Linked DNA regions of Zea mays: regions 2 and 3 are each linked to region 1. Evidence: chromatin contacts called from public Hi-C data. All regions are on one chromosome and are shown on one strand. The core of a region is the stretch at or near the end of the contact, and the rest is flanking DNA. Distances in the headings are between cores, read along the strand shown.

What was found. A called contact is a pair of places that touch in the nucleus more often than the background predicts.
Region 2: a Hi-C map of leaf shows a contact between it and region 1, with 3 times the contacts expected there. The contact joins the promoter of LOC100193886 here to the promoter of LOC100193711 in region 1. A contact is called at or near these places in 8 of 25 Hi-C or Micro-C datasets (bundle sheath, ear, leaf and 1 more) and 1 of 3 datasets of contacts at active chromatin or transcription factors (seedling).
Region 3: a contact with region 1 is called in a Hi-C map of tassel, with 2.2 times the contacts expected there. The contact joins the promoter of LOC103649652 here to the promoter of LOC100193711 in region 1. A contact is called at or near these places in 6 of 25 Hi-C or Micro-C datasets (bundle sheath, ear, leaf and 1 more).

What each region holds. Positions count from the first base shown.
Region 1 is chr3:8,064,904-8,070,065 of Zm-B73-REFERENCE-NAM-5.0, forward strand. LOC100193711 reads right to left here and starts at 2,062. Exons shown (of 4, transcript NM_001138803.1): 1 at 1,905-2,062; 2 at 1,553-1,831; 3 at 17-291. The coding sequence starts at 1,986.
Region 2 is chr3:7,879,387-7,884,548 of Zm-B73-REFERENCE-NAM-5.0, forward strand. LOC100193886 (AGC (cAMP-dependent cGMP-dependent and protein kinase C) kinase family protein) reads left to right here and starts at 3,064. Exons shown (of 13, transcript NM_001349872.1): 1 at 3,064-3,460; 2 at 5,132-5,162. The coding sequence starts at 3,258. LOC100501331 reads right to left here and starts at 840. Exons shown (of 1, transcript NM_001196082.1): 1 at 1-840. The coding sequence starts at 572.
Region 3 is chr3:8,209,366-8,214,527 of Zm-B73-REFERENCE-NAM-5.0, forward strand. It overlaps LOC103649652 (plant cysteine oxidase 1), which reads right to left and starts at 2,800. Exons shown (of 5, transcript XM_008675383.4): 1 at 2,423-2,800; 2 at 929-1,047; 3 at 692-830; 4 at 372-596. The coding sequence starts at 2,660.

The sequences.
Region 1 (5,162 bases), core at 812-3,311:
TAAAACTGACGCGTACGCTTGTGCTGTTGTCCTTGTCGGCGGCGTAGGAGTAGTCGTTGCCGGAGACGACGACGACGGCGACCCCGGCGTCGCAGCCGCGGGCGGAGGGCGGCGACGGCGGGCGCTGCGCCTGGAACAGGTCGATCTGCTCGCCGATGTTGCGCTGGAAGTTGCCGGTGTCCAGCACGCCCGCGCCGCCGACGGCGAAGTTCATGCCGCGCGCCACGAGCCCGCGCGCAGCGCCCCTGCGCAGCTTGTACGCCACCGGCGTTGGCACTCCCATCGCGGAGGCTGCATGCAGTGCAATGCATCGGTTCCAATCCGCTAGTTATCAACTCTATTTTTCTAAGTGATTCCTATTTTTCAAGGGAAAATAAAATAATTTCTCTTGAAAAATTCGAAATCACTTGGAAAAATGGGTTCTTTAGTTTGAAAACACCATTTTATTTAAGGATTTTTATTTTTTCAAAGGAAAATAAACCAATTTTTCTTAAGAAAATGATTTTTTTTTTTGTAAAAATGGGGTTTTCAAACTAGTTCTTAAAGAGAAGCTACCAGGATCGGCGCAGTTTAATAAACTGCACTGCTGGAAAAGAAAGGCCAAGGTTAGGTAGTTGTCGGTAGTTATAGAGGTGGTCTGAATTCTTCAAATGAAGTTTTGTCTACATTGGATGTTTAATAAAAAGTTACAAGTATTAAATATAGTTTAATTATAAACTAATTAAATAGATAAATACTAAAAATAAGATAAATTTATTAAACTTAATTAAGCTTATATTTTTTTAATTTAATGTAACATGAACTAAACTTTAGTCACAGAACCAAACACCTAAAAGATGAAAATGCATGATGTGAACTGTGGTCATGGCCATGGCCTGATGGGGCTCCAAGAGATCGAGGTCGGCGGCGCTGTCGGTTGCCGAGCTGCGGCTGGAACTTTAGAACCGAATCGAATGTTACCGATCGACGTCAGCGTCAGTAGTTAGGGAGCGGTTGGCGGTTTTGTGAGGCAGGCAGCTAATGAGCTTCCGAACAGTCGCCGCCATGATGCAGAAATTTTAAGGGGAAGCGCGTATGAATGCGCCGTGGCAGTTGCACTAGCTATCTCGCTAGATGATCATCACTCAGCAGCAGTAGCAGCAGCCAGGGCATTGATTGCCGGCCCAACCAACCAAGGGAGTCTGGCGCCATCAATGCGAGAGAGGGAACTTCCAACCACGATCCGTCGTCGTCCTCCTCGGCTCCTCCCCTGTCCCCTCTCCATCGCCGAAGACGATGCAGCAGCAGCACGGCAGCCAGGCCACCACGCCATTGCAGCATGGTCGTCGACATGCCACCACATGTATTTATTGCGCTCCTGCTCGCCGTGGCCTGGCGAGCCACTGCGGCGGGGCTCCATGCCCCTCCATCGCCCGTACGCCATGTGACAATAACCACCACCCGCGTTGCATTGCTCTGACACTTCACTACGAATAGCTAGCTAGCTAGCTTGCGCGGCTCCATCGAAACAAAACACACAGGTGGTACACTGCTAGCAGTACTTAAAACTGACCTATGAAGTCGGTGAGGACGCGGCCGTCGGAGAAGCGGCCGGCGGGCCGGCCGGGGAAGGTGGTCCCGTACGGGTCGTACCACTCGCGGGTCAGCTCCCGCCCGAGGTCGCCCAGGTTCCCCGTGTCCGCGTACGAGTCCCCGAACACCCACACGGCCGGCGATTGCTTGCCGCCGGCGGCGTTGCTGCCGCAGCCGCTTCCGCTTCCGCCACTGCTGCTAGCGCCGCCCTCATCCCTGTGCTCGCGCAGCGCCTCTGCCGTCGTCAACGCCGCGAGGCCTGCATGAAAGTTGGATTAACGAAAAGCTGTGGCTGGAGATATGATGCTTTGTTGTCTTCTTCTTCTTCTTACAGAGGAGAAGCAGCAGGAGCGTCGTCGTCGCCGACACGGTGGCCAAAGCTTGACGGCGGCGGCGATGATTCGTGTGCTCCATCTCCGTCGCGTCGCGTGGCCCTGCCCGGCCTTCTGTCTCTGTCACTGGGTGTGGGTGGTGGGGATGCAAAATTGGCTGGCAACTCGGATGACCCTGAACCGGAAGGCTGCGGCGCTGTGTATATATAACACACAGACACAGGGGTAGATGGTAGATCACACTGGCGTAGTTTGGGCCATAACCAGCGGATTATTTTAAATTTCATTATATAAATAATACAGTCTATAGTGTAAAACACGGCTATATTTACGATCTGCTGGCCATCGTCTTAGTTGTGTCCTGTTTTTTGTTTTGGCTGAATAAGGTCCGGCTATGTCGTAGCGGTTTCACGTTCAAGTTTTCAACATACCTATATTTATTTTAGACTCCGCAGAGGTTTCATATCCTAATTTCCAACACAGATATGTTTTGAAAAATAGTACAAAAAAAGTTCTATCGCTCGGTGATACTCTCGATCTGTATTTTACAACGCATCTATAAAACTTACATGAAATCCCAAGGGCAATTTTAGTGGGAGTTTCATGAAAAACTTATTTGCATTATTTTTTTTGACCAAAAGGGTAGTGCCCTCTATTTCATTAAAAAATAGAACGATAGAGTTTTTACAACCAACACAGGCCACGAGGCCCGCCACTCAACAAGGATGGCACATGGCTACATCCCAACAGTACAACGCCAAAAAAAGGGATTAGGGACACAGAAATCCAGACTTACAACCTTATTTAGATCAACTAAGTCTTACCAAACACTTGCTTAATTGTCTACAGCCGACCACTCTCAGCTGCCTGGAACCAACCATAACCGATCAAAGGCAAGCTAACTGACAATACACACCTAGCAAATCAGAAGACCAAGCAGATTGTAAGACAGAACACAATCACCATGTGATACTTCTTGTCACCGGAGCCCACCCATGCGCGCGATTAAACACCTCTCTTGCCGTCTCTCTGATTCGCTTGCTTCCTGCCTCCAACATCTTTTTTGTTCTCCCTGCCTGCATTAATGCCCAGTTATCCAAAAGAAAACAACACATGAAGATTACATCAGTGGGGTCATTATGGAGCTTTTTATTAAAGCAAATGGAATTTCTGGACTTCCAGATCGCCCATAGAACAGCTCCGCACCCAACTACAACAGATTTTCTGTACCCCTTATCAAAGTTTCTAAGCCACACCCTAGTTAGATGTTCCACATCTGTCGGAGTTGTAGGCAAATAAAGTGCAATCTGAATCAGATGCCAAACGAATCGAGCTACTGAGCATTCAAAAAACAAATGCTTAGTAGATTCAAACAAGCCACAAAAGACGCAATCAGAGACCCCAGACCAACTTCTTCTTTTAATCAAATTTTCCTTTGAGAGAATTCTGTTCTTGATAATCAGCCATAAGAATATCTTGATTTTATGGGGGATTTTGATTTTCCATAGAAATCTGTAAGGGACTTTTACTCCCTCACAACTAATCCGGTTATATAAGGATTTAGTAGAAAAGCCATTTTTATCAAGAGACCAATTAACACGATCTATTTCTTGGGACAAATGAATACCAGAGCACATTCTCTTTAAATTTTCAAACATGACAGCATTTTCACCTACCAAATGCCTTCTAAAATTCAACCCCTGAAAATTAGAAGAGATCACTTGGTCAACCCTGATTTACTTATTTGCATTATATATCCTCTGTATGATAGATCAGTCATAAAATTAGTTTACAGAATGAAATTTTGCATTAAGAGTGTATGTTTTTTTACTCAAGTTCTACTTTATTCTATAGTAGTAGCCTTGTAAACTACAATATATAAAACAATTCAGTGAGACTGATCTAATTAAGATTTGCCTAATACTTGGTATAAGAGCATGCATCTTTTATGAATTATTATGGGTACTAATTGGAAGTGCATACGACATCGAGGGCCCAAAGATATGTGACCAGCTTTGGTTTTGGCAAGCAGGGTTGATAATACATAATTGATTGACTAGAGAGGAGGAGAGATCAAACATTCAAACCCTAGCAAAAGAGAGGACGGAAAATGGCTCCGCTGAACACGGCTAACTGCCACCCATCCTGGGCTTGTGTCTGGACGTGTGTGATGGCTGACGGACTACCACGTCGTCGTCGTCCAATGAACCCATCATGTGGTTACCATGCAGGCGTACGTGGCAGATTGAATTGGCACGCGACGCACAAGCACAAAGCCTCAACGCTAGCTTCCAAGCACAAGCAAGCTCTGCTGATGCACTGTGACTGACTGACTGTGCATCCTCGCCGCACAGTTGCCCCTTGCCCATTTTTTCTTCATCGACGTACGGAATGCCCCGGCTGCTACGATGGATGCATGCATGGCCATATATGTACATGTAAACAAAAACAAACAAGAGCAAGGGTCGCCGCATCTTGAAACGCATGCGTGTGCTACGCAGATGCACCTGCTGATCCCACTCATCTACGGGGGTGTTTGGTTACCCCAAACTAAAATTTAGCCCCTGTCACATCGAATGTTTGAACCTCCGTTTCGGGTATTAAATGTAGTCGGATTATAAAACTAATTTCTCAGCCGAAGATTAAAAGACGAGACGAATCTAGTCCAGTTGGTTGGGTCTATATTTCATACTACTATTTGAAAGTCAAACGCTTGATGTGACCCGGGCTAAACTTTAGCAGGGGCAACCAAACACCCCCTACATACTTACACAGCTAGCGCCGTCGTAAACCTGCTACACCACCAGCGCACGCATGCTACCTATACCTAGGCACCTAGCTTGCTAGTTGGCGACGGAATATCGATGTCGTCCTCTTCGTCAGCCAGCCAGCCAGCGGTGGAACGTGCGTGCACGATGCCGCCACTGCCCACATGCTCCACCACGTACTGGTAACCAGAAACTACACTAGTAGTAGTAGTACAATGGTTAAAAAAAAAAAATCTCACGGCCATGACGACGATCCGTGTCGGCTTACCATTCTTGTCGCAAAACATATCCATTTTTTCGGTAAACGTAGTCGTTATCGAGAGTTTGATTTTACCGAGGCAAAAAATTCTTTTGTCGAATATCCGATAAAAAACACTCGAGCGCTCAACAAAAAGCCGGATTTCCATAATACCTTGTGTATTGTTTTTTTTATAAAGAGCCACTCAATTAGATTTTTTTATGCAAAGGGAGTATGACCGCTCTACCAATA
Region 2 (5,162 bases), core at 1,814-4,313, 180 kb before region 1:
AACTGGCCGCGTCCGAGCCGGGGGACGGCCGCAGCGTGCCCGCGCCGGGGCGCTCGGCGGCCGGGGCGCTCGGCGGCCGGGGCTTGCCCGCACTGGGGCTCGACCGCGCGTAACCGAGGCTGTCCCGCGCCGTGGTCGGTTCTTGCCGGACTGCGCTTGGTCGCGAGCGGCCAAGGGCTCGCAACGGCCGTGCCGTGTCCATTGGACTGGCCGGGGTCGTGCCTCACCCGCGCCGAAGTGCACCTGGGCACATGCGGCCAAGGGCTCGCAGCGGCCGGTGCCATGTCCGGTGGGCTGGCCGCATGGCTTCGTGTGGGGAGCCTGCATGGCCCTCCCTGTGCATGAGCCGCATGGCCCTGTGTAGGCAGGCAGACGCACCGCGCATGGCCGAGGCGCGCTGCTCTGCGCATGGCCTTGTTGTGCATGGCCCGCACCGTCGGTGCGCTGGGGACAGGGCTTGTCCGCGCCGAGCCTTGCCGTCGCGGCGCCGTCCGGTGTGGTATAGTTGTGGCCACCGACGACATAAAAATTTCACGCATACAGTGAAAGCGGAGAGGAAGAGTAGGTTCCATACCATTATCCTTCTCCAACTAGGAGCGATCTGTTTTCTTCCTACCAGCAATTTCTCTCCGTTTTCTCGCGAGTCGTGCTGATAACGTGTTATAGTATACTCAGTGGTAACGAGATTGAGAGAGAGACAAATGACAGCGAGCCTTTATTATTGCAGGGAGTCCTGATTATATACATGTGAAGGGATGTATCCCAAGGGATATGTCCCTTAGGGAGAATCTGTCACACCCTTTGAATTGGTCACATATACAATATACAATATTTTGTAACACCGTCCACGGCGCCATGGGCACCTCAGAGTTGCAGTACTTCAAATAATGTGCGTGCACTTGGTGTTCGTGGACGACCGACCCAATCACCCAACCCACTGGATCCGAGCAATTCGTGCAGCGCGCGTGAAGCCGTGGAAAAGCCAGGCTGCCGGCCCCGCTCGACAACGACGTGGCCTCGACCGACACGACAGCACGCTATCGACCTGCCGCGCCATGCCTGGCCCTGGCCCGTACGCTGCCCCTCGTCGGCCGTCGGTGAGCTCCATCGCGGGCCGGAGTGCCGGTATATATTCTCCAGATTGAGCATGCATGCCCAGGCAAATAGGATAAACGAATAGTCGAATACGTATATATATTAATAATAATAATTACTGAAGCATGATTGTAGTAACAATTATTACTTTCCGTCGGATGTCCAGACATTATTTTTTCTCTCTTGCTGCTACAACCAATCAACTATCCAGGGTTCCATCATACGGTAATCATGGCAAGTACGTATCCGGGCGTCAGTCACTCACTCTCACTGTACTTGTTGAAAAAATAAAACGGAAAAACGCCGTTATTTTCCTTACTCCCTTCCAAATTTATAATTCATTTTACCTTTTTATCACAAGCTTGACCAACCCGCCTTATTCAATAAATTTGGGAAAAAATAAAAAAAAAACGTTGCGCTTTTGTTTATTATCACATATACTTTACATATGACTTTTATTTTATTTTTTTCATGATTTTTTGAATAGGACAAGTTACCTAAGTTGAGGTTGAAAAAGTCAAACGGAATATATTTTAAAATGGAGGGAGTATTTTTTACTGAAATATTAGACGATGAATGGTCTCCACGTGTGCAGTGGCGAGTCACGGTGTCAGAGGACTTGGATCGGTCGAGAGTCATCAGAGACGGTGGAAAACCCAAGATCGCCCGTAGGTGTGGGGATCGAAGAGGAGGCGAAGCGATGGCGAGACGAGTTGGAAAGATGTTGGAGATGAGCGGCCAGTGAGGACGATGACGCAAGCAGCAACATTCGATTAACCAAGCATGCGCGAACGGGAGAGCAGAAAGGGAACGCAGCGCCGTAGCATCTCCTTGATTTAGGGGAAAGAGACGACGCCGACGAGGTAGAAGATGTCGTAAGGGAAGCGGTGCGGGCGCTAGAGAAAAATTGTAGCCGCTATATTGTTGAAGGGGAAAGAGAATAGAAAGCCCTTGCTACATAGTCTAGGTCGGTCTGCGAACGAGTGTGGGAGATAGATGGGCAAGTGTGTAGCACAACTTTAGTCATGTCTCTGCTTGCGTCGAGCCGGTGAACGATCTCTCTGTCATGTCTGGCGGTGTGATCATGTCAAGAGAGTTGCTCTAGGACCAGATATTTGAGTCTGTTTGGTTCAGTTTTTTTATGAAAAGTTTTTTTTCGAGAATCTAGTTGTGGGGATAATCTGTCCGTAAAGAGAATCTAATTATTGTGGTGATTACGTGTGGAGAAAGATAAAAAGAGCCCGTAAGATTTAGGAGAAAGTGATGATTTCCTAGTATCACAACGACTCGGTCGATTATGTGTTTACGTTGATTTTGGACGGTTTTAACTTAAGTAATTCTTATAGAAGCAGACTGATAAGCTGGACATTTGGCAGCCTACAACAACTTCTGGTGACTGGAAGCTGAAAAAAGCTAAAACAAAAAGGGTCTTAGCTAGCTCTCCCCTCATTCCATTTCCCCCCATAACCTCCCACGGAAATTCCGATTTAGGGTTTGTTCATTTATCTCTTAATCCATGGGATTGAGTGTGATTGATTGAGTTTAAATTCCAATCAAATCAAATCTTACAGACTTGTTCGTTTTGATATGAATCCACGTGGATCGAATGATATTGAGTCGGTTTAAATCTACAACAACTCAAAATTCATCTCAATACCACAATCCACTTTACTCCACATGGAAACGAAGGTGCCATTTTATGATTTTTTTTCCAATTATATACAGTCCACATGGGCAAACAAGAGGCATGTTTGGTTGGAGACTTAGGACCTGCTAGGCAAATAACCTTGATCCCAGGCTATCAAAATCCTACTCCTGTGAGGTTTTTATTTTTCCACGGAAAATAAAATAATTTCTTTTAGAAAAATAAAAATCTTTTGAAAAATGAGTTTTCCAAACTAGTTGTCTGGAACAGGTAGTTTTTTCACGCCACCATCAAAAGAAGCCCAAGTCTTAACGCGATCCCCCGCGCTGTATATAAGCGGTCCGCGTGCGCGCTGCGACAAGCACATCATCGCCCCCCTTCCCCGCGGCCCCACCAAATAGAGAGGCCCAGACACCGAGGGGAAAAAGGAGAGAGAGTACACAGGTGACAGCCGCTGCACCGAGGGCACAGAGGGACAGCTAGACAGGGACTGCCAGCGGCGTAGGCGGTGTGGGGGATGGAGCGCGAGATGGCGGACGCGCCCGCCGCGGCGATCCCCGCCGCCGAGCCGCTCGCGGCGGTGGCGGAGGAAGGGGAGGGGGAGGCGGCCGCCGAGGCAGTGGGGTCCACCCTCACCATGGAGCGCGTCGCCGCCGCGAAGAAGTTCATCGAGAGCCACTACCGCTCGCAGATGAAGAACATCCAAGAGCGCAAGGAGAGGTACCCGTACCGGCCCTGCTGATCCGATCTCTCCGCACGCCCGCGGCTGGCCGCAAATCCTAGCTACTGCTCGCGCGCGGCTGCGCTAGATCTCGCGCGTGCGAGCTCGATCGAAGGGGTCTGAGCTGGGGTTGGCCGTGGGAGGGAGTCGTCCGAGCTCGCGCCGCTGGAGCTTGCCCATCCGGGCTGCCAATTTTGGGCGCCAGCTTTTGGCTGCTTTTGCTTCTGTACTTGTAGCCTGGTGGCCATGATTTCACAAGTTCTAGAGTAGCCTGTGGTGTAGTGCAACGTTATAGATTCGGGAATTGACACCTCTGTCTGCAATTTGAGGTCCGAGCTCGGCGTCACATAGTTTGGGGATGATCGATAGTTCCAGGCTTCCAGCACGGGGAGGACAGTAGAGCTGGTTGCACTGGTTGTTTCTGGATGCTTAGTGTATGCTAAATGCATTGGGCAAAATTAGTTCAAATTGCTTGCGTGTAGTAGTTTTTTTTTGCGCCAACAGCTGTTACGCTGAGCTTCTAGTGTTCCCCGCTGTTTGACCCACTGCGCAAGGGTGCTTGGAGTAATGTTGTGGAGAAGCTTGTTAGAGAACAACTGAGCGAAAAACAATCAGCAGTACTGCGGTTGCCTTTGACCTATTGGTGTTAAAGTGGCGCAAAAGTTTGTCGGACGTGCTCCTTTTGTTGTCCCACATTTGTTTGTTTGATAGTGTGTAGTCGGAGTTGTTTGTGTTGGTTTCAAATCACAATCGGACCGATAGTTTTGGTATAACTGGAATATGTTTCCTGTTGCTTGTGAACTGAGAGTGGACTATCTAGGCATTCTCATTTCTCATTGTCTTTTCCATTAATAGGCACTGGATAATGATGCATACACTTCAAAACGTACTTGTTCTATTAATCATGCTAGCAGTTATCTTATGTCAATCACTCGTTAATGTACATCACAACATTTCCAGCTTTGGCTTACCGTTCCTTTTTTACCTAGGGGACTAGGGGAACAGTTGATCCCTGCGTCCCTTTTCGTTGACAAGGAAACAGTGCATCAGATGCCAGCTGTATAAATACATTCCTGAACATTAAATGGATATGTAATGAAGTAGAATTATTTTCTACATACTACCTCTGCCTCAAAAAATTTGATGGGTTAAGACTTTTAGGACAGATTAGTTTTTTTTTCTTGAAAGCGCAGGAGAACTGCGCGATAATATATTAAAGAAGAGGGAGAGGGACAGATTAGTGCTCAACAGAAATTACCCATGTACCCCTATTTGCTGAAGGTGAGCCATGATAATTAATGAATAAGCCCTTCATTAAAGAAATGCATGGAGGCATGTGCAGACTGCAAGTGCAATCTCAAGCTGATATGGTCAAAATCTTTTGTCCATGAGCTAAAACATCAAGTTTTCTGAGACAGAGGAGTATGTATCATGGGCACACACTTTTCATACATTGATATTTTATTATACTAAGCATACCATTTGATTTATGACCTACTATCTATGCTGCTTGAGCGTGATATTGTTATTTGCTGGCGTTATCCTTTGACATTTCAATTTATTGCAATCAAATTGCCTTTTACCCTGAGATCATGAGTTTATGACCTTTATTTGAAGAAGGTGCATCCTTTATTCATATCTTATCACTTACAAAGTGTAATGCATTGCAGGCGCTTTAGATTGGAGAGACAGCTAGCTTCT
Region 3 (5,162 bases), core at 1,550-4,049, 150 kb after region 1:
GTCTCTTAGCACTTTCAGTTGGGTGGAGCCTGACAATTTAGAAACAAACAAGGGCGTCATGCTTGCTTAACTAATAGAGAGTATCGTATGCAATTGCAAGCATATAATTTCATGCGGAAGATATACGTAGATTTAATGGAAGGGGCAGTTTTTAAGGATATGTATGCATATAAATATCTCATTTGTTCTATACCACCCACGGTTTAATTTTTATAAAATATTTTTCGGGGCAATGAGATATTATGTCAAGGAAAAGACGTAAACATATTATGTCAAGGAAAACAGTTGGTTAACAAAACAACAACAATATTCCAATACTGTAACACCTAATATAGTAATATTCGGCCATTTAACTCAGGTAAAAATCTTACCAACAGAAATTGCAGAGGAACGGACATTGTAGTACTGGCAGTGCCTTCCGCTGCCATCATCATATGGAGGGCCAAGGACATCAAGCACTGCACAAGCATTCTGTGCGGTAAAGCAATGCATATTACCACCATCTTCTGGATATAGTACCGCCGTTTCATGAGGTGCAGTCAAGATGCCATCAACCTTCACCTTTGCCAAACGTGGTCCTGCTTGCAACTGAACATCTATGATCAAAGGAGAGAGAAAAGAAAAAAAAAGGCAATTTGTTAAGCTATATGTGAAAGTGCTAAGCTTAGGGAAATAAATGAACCAACAATACCAGGTGTGTCTTGTTGAGAAGCAGCCCAGTCATAAGATTTTATATGCATGGCACCAAACAAAAGCTTGCTGAACACAGTCATGCCAGGGTGATTGTGGAGAGGAATGACACCCCTCGATGGCAAACAAAAGATGCCGATCTGTACGAACAAGTGCAGTTATGTACACCATATAGCTTATGTGACAGCTTCGATATGGTAAATTGTCAAGAACTGCTGTTAGTAGTGGGTAAGCATACCGAGAAAGCCTCGCACTTGTATAGGTGCAAGTAAGTGATTTTTGGAGTGCCGTAGGGGTCAACACGTCGGAAATATGGCATGCTGGATGTTAGACGAACATCTGCTGCTGTGATACTATCTGCAGGACATAATTAAATGGCGAAACAAATGTCAGCAAAAACCAAAATTCGTTCGTTTTCGTTAGGTGTAACATTGTAACATGGTTGGCGGCAGCCTCTCAAGGATATGAATACCCGTTAGCTAGAGAGCATGGATCTTTGAAATGTGAAGGCCTAACGCATGTATGAAACTTGCAGTGCAACTCTCATGCATAATTGCAGTTGCAAACCTATGGCAACGACAACGAGGAACGGAAGTTGCCACATGTCGGCGGCACGAAAGAAAATAGATTGAGGTGACTTTTAACTGGAAGTTGACTAGAAAAAAATGGGTTGGATCATTATATAAAAAATGACTATGTGCTAAACTCAGCATGAAAAAAGTTTTACTTGTGGAACCCAAAGGTGTATCCAAAAGGAAAACCAAAGAACCAACTGGCATGCATGTAGACGTAAACATAACAGCGTGAGCATCTTTCGCCACACGGACATCACGGTAGGTCGTCAATGGCGAATCAATACACATTATCAGAAGGGATGCTACAACAACAGCTTCCGCCATTGGCCTCATCGTTCGAGAAACATGCTTAACAGACCTGGCAAGTTGCCATTATCATGGTACCTGGCAACAAGCAGGTTTCGGTGGCCAAATGAAATAAAAGAGAACCCTAGCTAGTGCAGCCCCAAGCATGGATGGACGTATTGACTGCATGTCTGCATCCCTCGCCACGCAAAGCGAGACAATACCAGCAGTTACAGCACATGGTTTCTGTTCTCAATTGCCCGTCTTAATTTATTTCCACCAGGAACACAAGTGGCTCAATAAGTCAGGCATATTTCGTGTTTTTCGTTCTCGCCAATAGCATGCTACTTGCAGGCTGCAAACAAACACTCATGACATAAGTTGGCACTGGACATTTCTATCTAACCTTGGTAACTGAATCAAAAGGAAATGTGTCATTCCGTTGGTTGTTTGTTGGTTTACTTGCAGAAAGATTTTCTTCGATCGTGGGAAAGAGAGACTATAGTCTAAGTTAGCAACGACTGCACCTCGACGTTTACTAGATGATGAGTATAGAAAGATCCTCAAAGTTTTTCTTTCGAGAGGCTGAATAATCTTGATCCTTATTTCCACCAAATTAAGTGTAATTCCCAGGAACCGAACAAATCTAGTCGAGGTGTCACAGGATCCACGACGTTTCCCCGTCCAACTATGAACTACGGTCGCATATAATGTGACAAGTGGCTAGACCGCTATAACGTCGAATACAAACCACGCATATATAGTTCACTGCGCACACGGCAGGAACATGACCACACGCACAAGGGTACGAGTACGATCTCTGGTACTGGAACGAGGACGATGCGGGCAGACGTCGGGAATCGATCAGTTACCTAGAACGGACTTGATCCTCTCGACGCCGGCCGGCGGTGGAACCGCGCCTGGACCAGCTCCGGTGAAGACCTCGCGGCACGCCTCGAAGAGCCGCTGCACGGCGGTGGCGGGCGCGGCCATCGTTCGGGGTGCCGCCGCCGCCGCCGCCGCCCGTGCCCGCCGGCGGCGTCTCTTGGCGCCCGCCTGCTGTCTTTCCAGCTCTGGGAGTGGGAGGCCGCCGCTGGACTCCACCCGCATCAAAGCCCTCAAGGGAGCGTGAAAGGGCGAGGGCTTGGAGAGAGCTTTGCACGACGGCTGCGAAAAGTACTGGCGTGGCGCTCTTGCGTTGATTGAGCTGGGGAAACTTAGGAGTAGCCGAAGATTTTTTATAGACGAAGGTGGTGGCCGGTGAGTGTTCTGTCTGGCCAGACATTTAAGAGTCCAAAAGAATGCTAAAAAGTTTTCACCAAATAAAAATATTATTGGAGGGAGGCTAAAAATTTTTAGAGGTGAAATATTGTGTCTACTCCAACATCTTCTTAAACAAAACCAAAAAACTGCACTCAGATTTTTTTTAAAAAAAAACGTCATCCAAGCAGCCCACATTGCACATATCTATGGCCCCTCGAATATTTGGAAATGTAGGCGTTTGTTATCTCCAGGCAGCTGCCAACACTTCCTGATTGATGCCTCCACCGGAACAAGACTGTGCGCGGGAGCCATCAATCACGTGAAAATATGCAGAAGTGGAGGAGGCAGATGTGGGACACGAAATTTTAGGAGGATGAGAGAGGTATTGAAGCAAAGAAAATCATTATTCTCTACTAATATATGTTCTGAGATTGGTTTACCGACTTCTTTTAAGCTACTTAAAGGCTATCTCCAGTAACTTCTCTATCTCATCTCATATTCCAAACCTCACTCCACAAACAGTGTCAAACCGTATCATCTACAGTGTTGTGTCCCTATTTTACACGATCCACCGAAGATAGCCTAAGTGCGTATTTGGAAGCACACCGGTTTTAAAAAATATTTTCTATCCTCAATTTCTAAAAACTGGTTTATGAAAAAAAAGATGGGTGTGAATGTTTGGAACTCAATTTCTAAAAAAGCTATTTTCTAGTTTTTGGATAAGCAATTACTAGCATACCATTCCTCTATTTTGAAAAGCGGCGGCAATAGATGTAACTTCCATGAAACCAATAATGACATTATGTAATTAAATAAACAAAAGTTGGTTTTAGCTAGGAGAGACTAGCCTCTTGATTTTAATAAACTACGAATCCAATTTCTATAAACTGAGACATAAAGTGATATATTTGGAACCATTCTGATTAATATAATTTGGTTTCTTAAAAGTTGGGTGCTTCCAAGTTCCAAACAGGCTCTAAGACTAACAAGGGTATGAGTATATTTGTTTGAAAATTACTATTTTCGTTCTCAAATATTTATCGTCTGCTAGTTTATTTTTCAACTAAAACACGATAAATAAAAAATTTGAAGAGAGAGTAGTTTATAAAATATGTTTGCGTTATTTATGTCACGAATACACGCAGCACTAACAACAACAACAATAGTAGTAGTAAGCAAATATAACTACAAAAGTTGAACGCGTAAACTACTTTGTTTGGTTGTGTAGCATGACCAGTGAAATGTTCATGCTTGTGGAGTTAACTGAAATAGATAAAAAGGAGAATTCCATTCAAAATCTTTGTACCATGAAATAATGCAAAGGGAGTAGTAGGAAAACAAAAACAGATTTGCAACAAAAGCAATGGGAGACTATTTGGTGCACACGCTCAGGAATCAAATAGCCGGTAATCGATGGCGTCTTTTAATTTACAGCTATACGTGATCTATGGTTCGGCCTAATACCACTATCTAGGGGGTGTTTGAATGCACTAGAGATAATAGTTAGTGGCTAAAATTAACTAGAGATATCCAAACACCCAACTATTAGTTATTCTTAGTAAATTAGCTACTAGTTAGCTAACTAGTTATTAGCTAGCTAATTCTACTAGTATATTTTTAGCTAACTAACTATTATCTCTACTGTATTCAAATACCTTCTAAATTTCCTTACGTTCAAAAATAGTTATTGATCATCTGGAACTTTTGCATCCCAGAATTCTAATCAGATTTCAACTGCTATATACATACATGACAAAGCGCCCATGCATGCATGTTGTTATATAGTAAGGCACAGCCTGCTCCCTCTTCGCTTTCGTGTTGTCGTCGTCGTCCTACTCCACTCTGTTGCCGCCGCCGGTGTACACAAACCAATGAAAATTGAGTCCCCTCTCAAGTTTTATAAGCTGCTGCCGCCTGCCGGCCGGAGAGGCAGAGGAACCATCGCATCAGGCATTCCTGTGGGCTGGGCAGCCAGGCCAAACAGCTGTGGAAAACCTGCAGGGTGGGCTGCTGGGCAGCTGGGGTCCTTCCTGCCTTCTTGTTGCTTGCCTATTTTGTCATGTACGTGCCATGCAGAACCCAGGATCCCCCCGTGCCCATGGCCGTGACCGTGAGTGCTCGCTCGTCCCCACAGGATTCCAATGGAGAAAAGGTCTGTGACCATCACCTTGTCTGGTTGTTCCACGAAGCTTTGGAGCTGCAGGCATAAAACAAACAGCAAAGCATAGGCGCATTAATTGCCCGTAGCATCGGCATTATCCTCACCAAGTCCAAAGGCGACACAAACAACACAAGCAACAGCGGTATAGCGACCAACACATGCGGCGCCCATGGTAATGCAACCTCTGG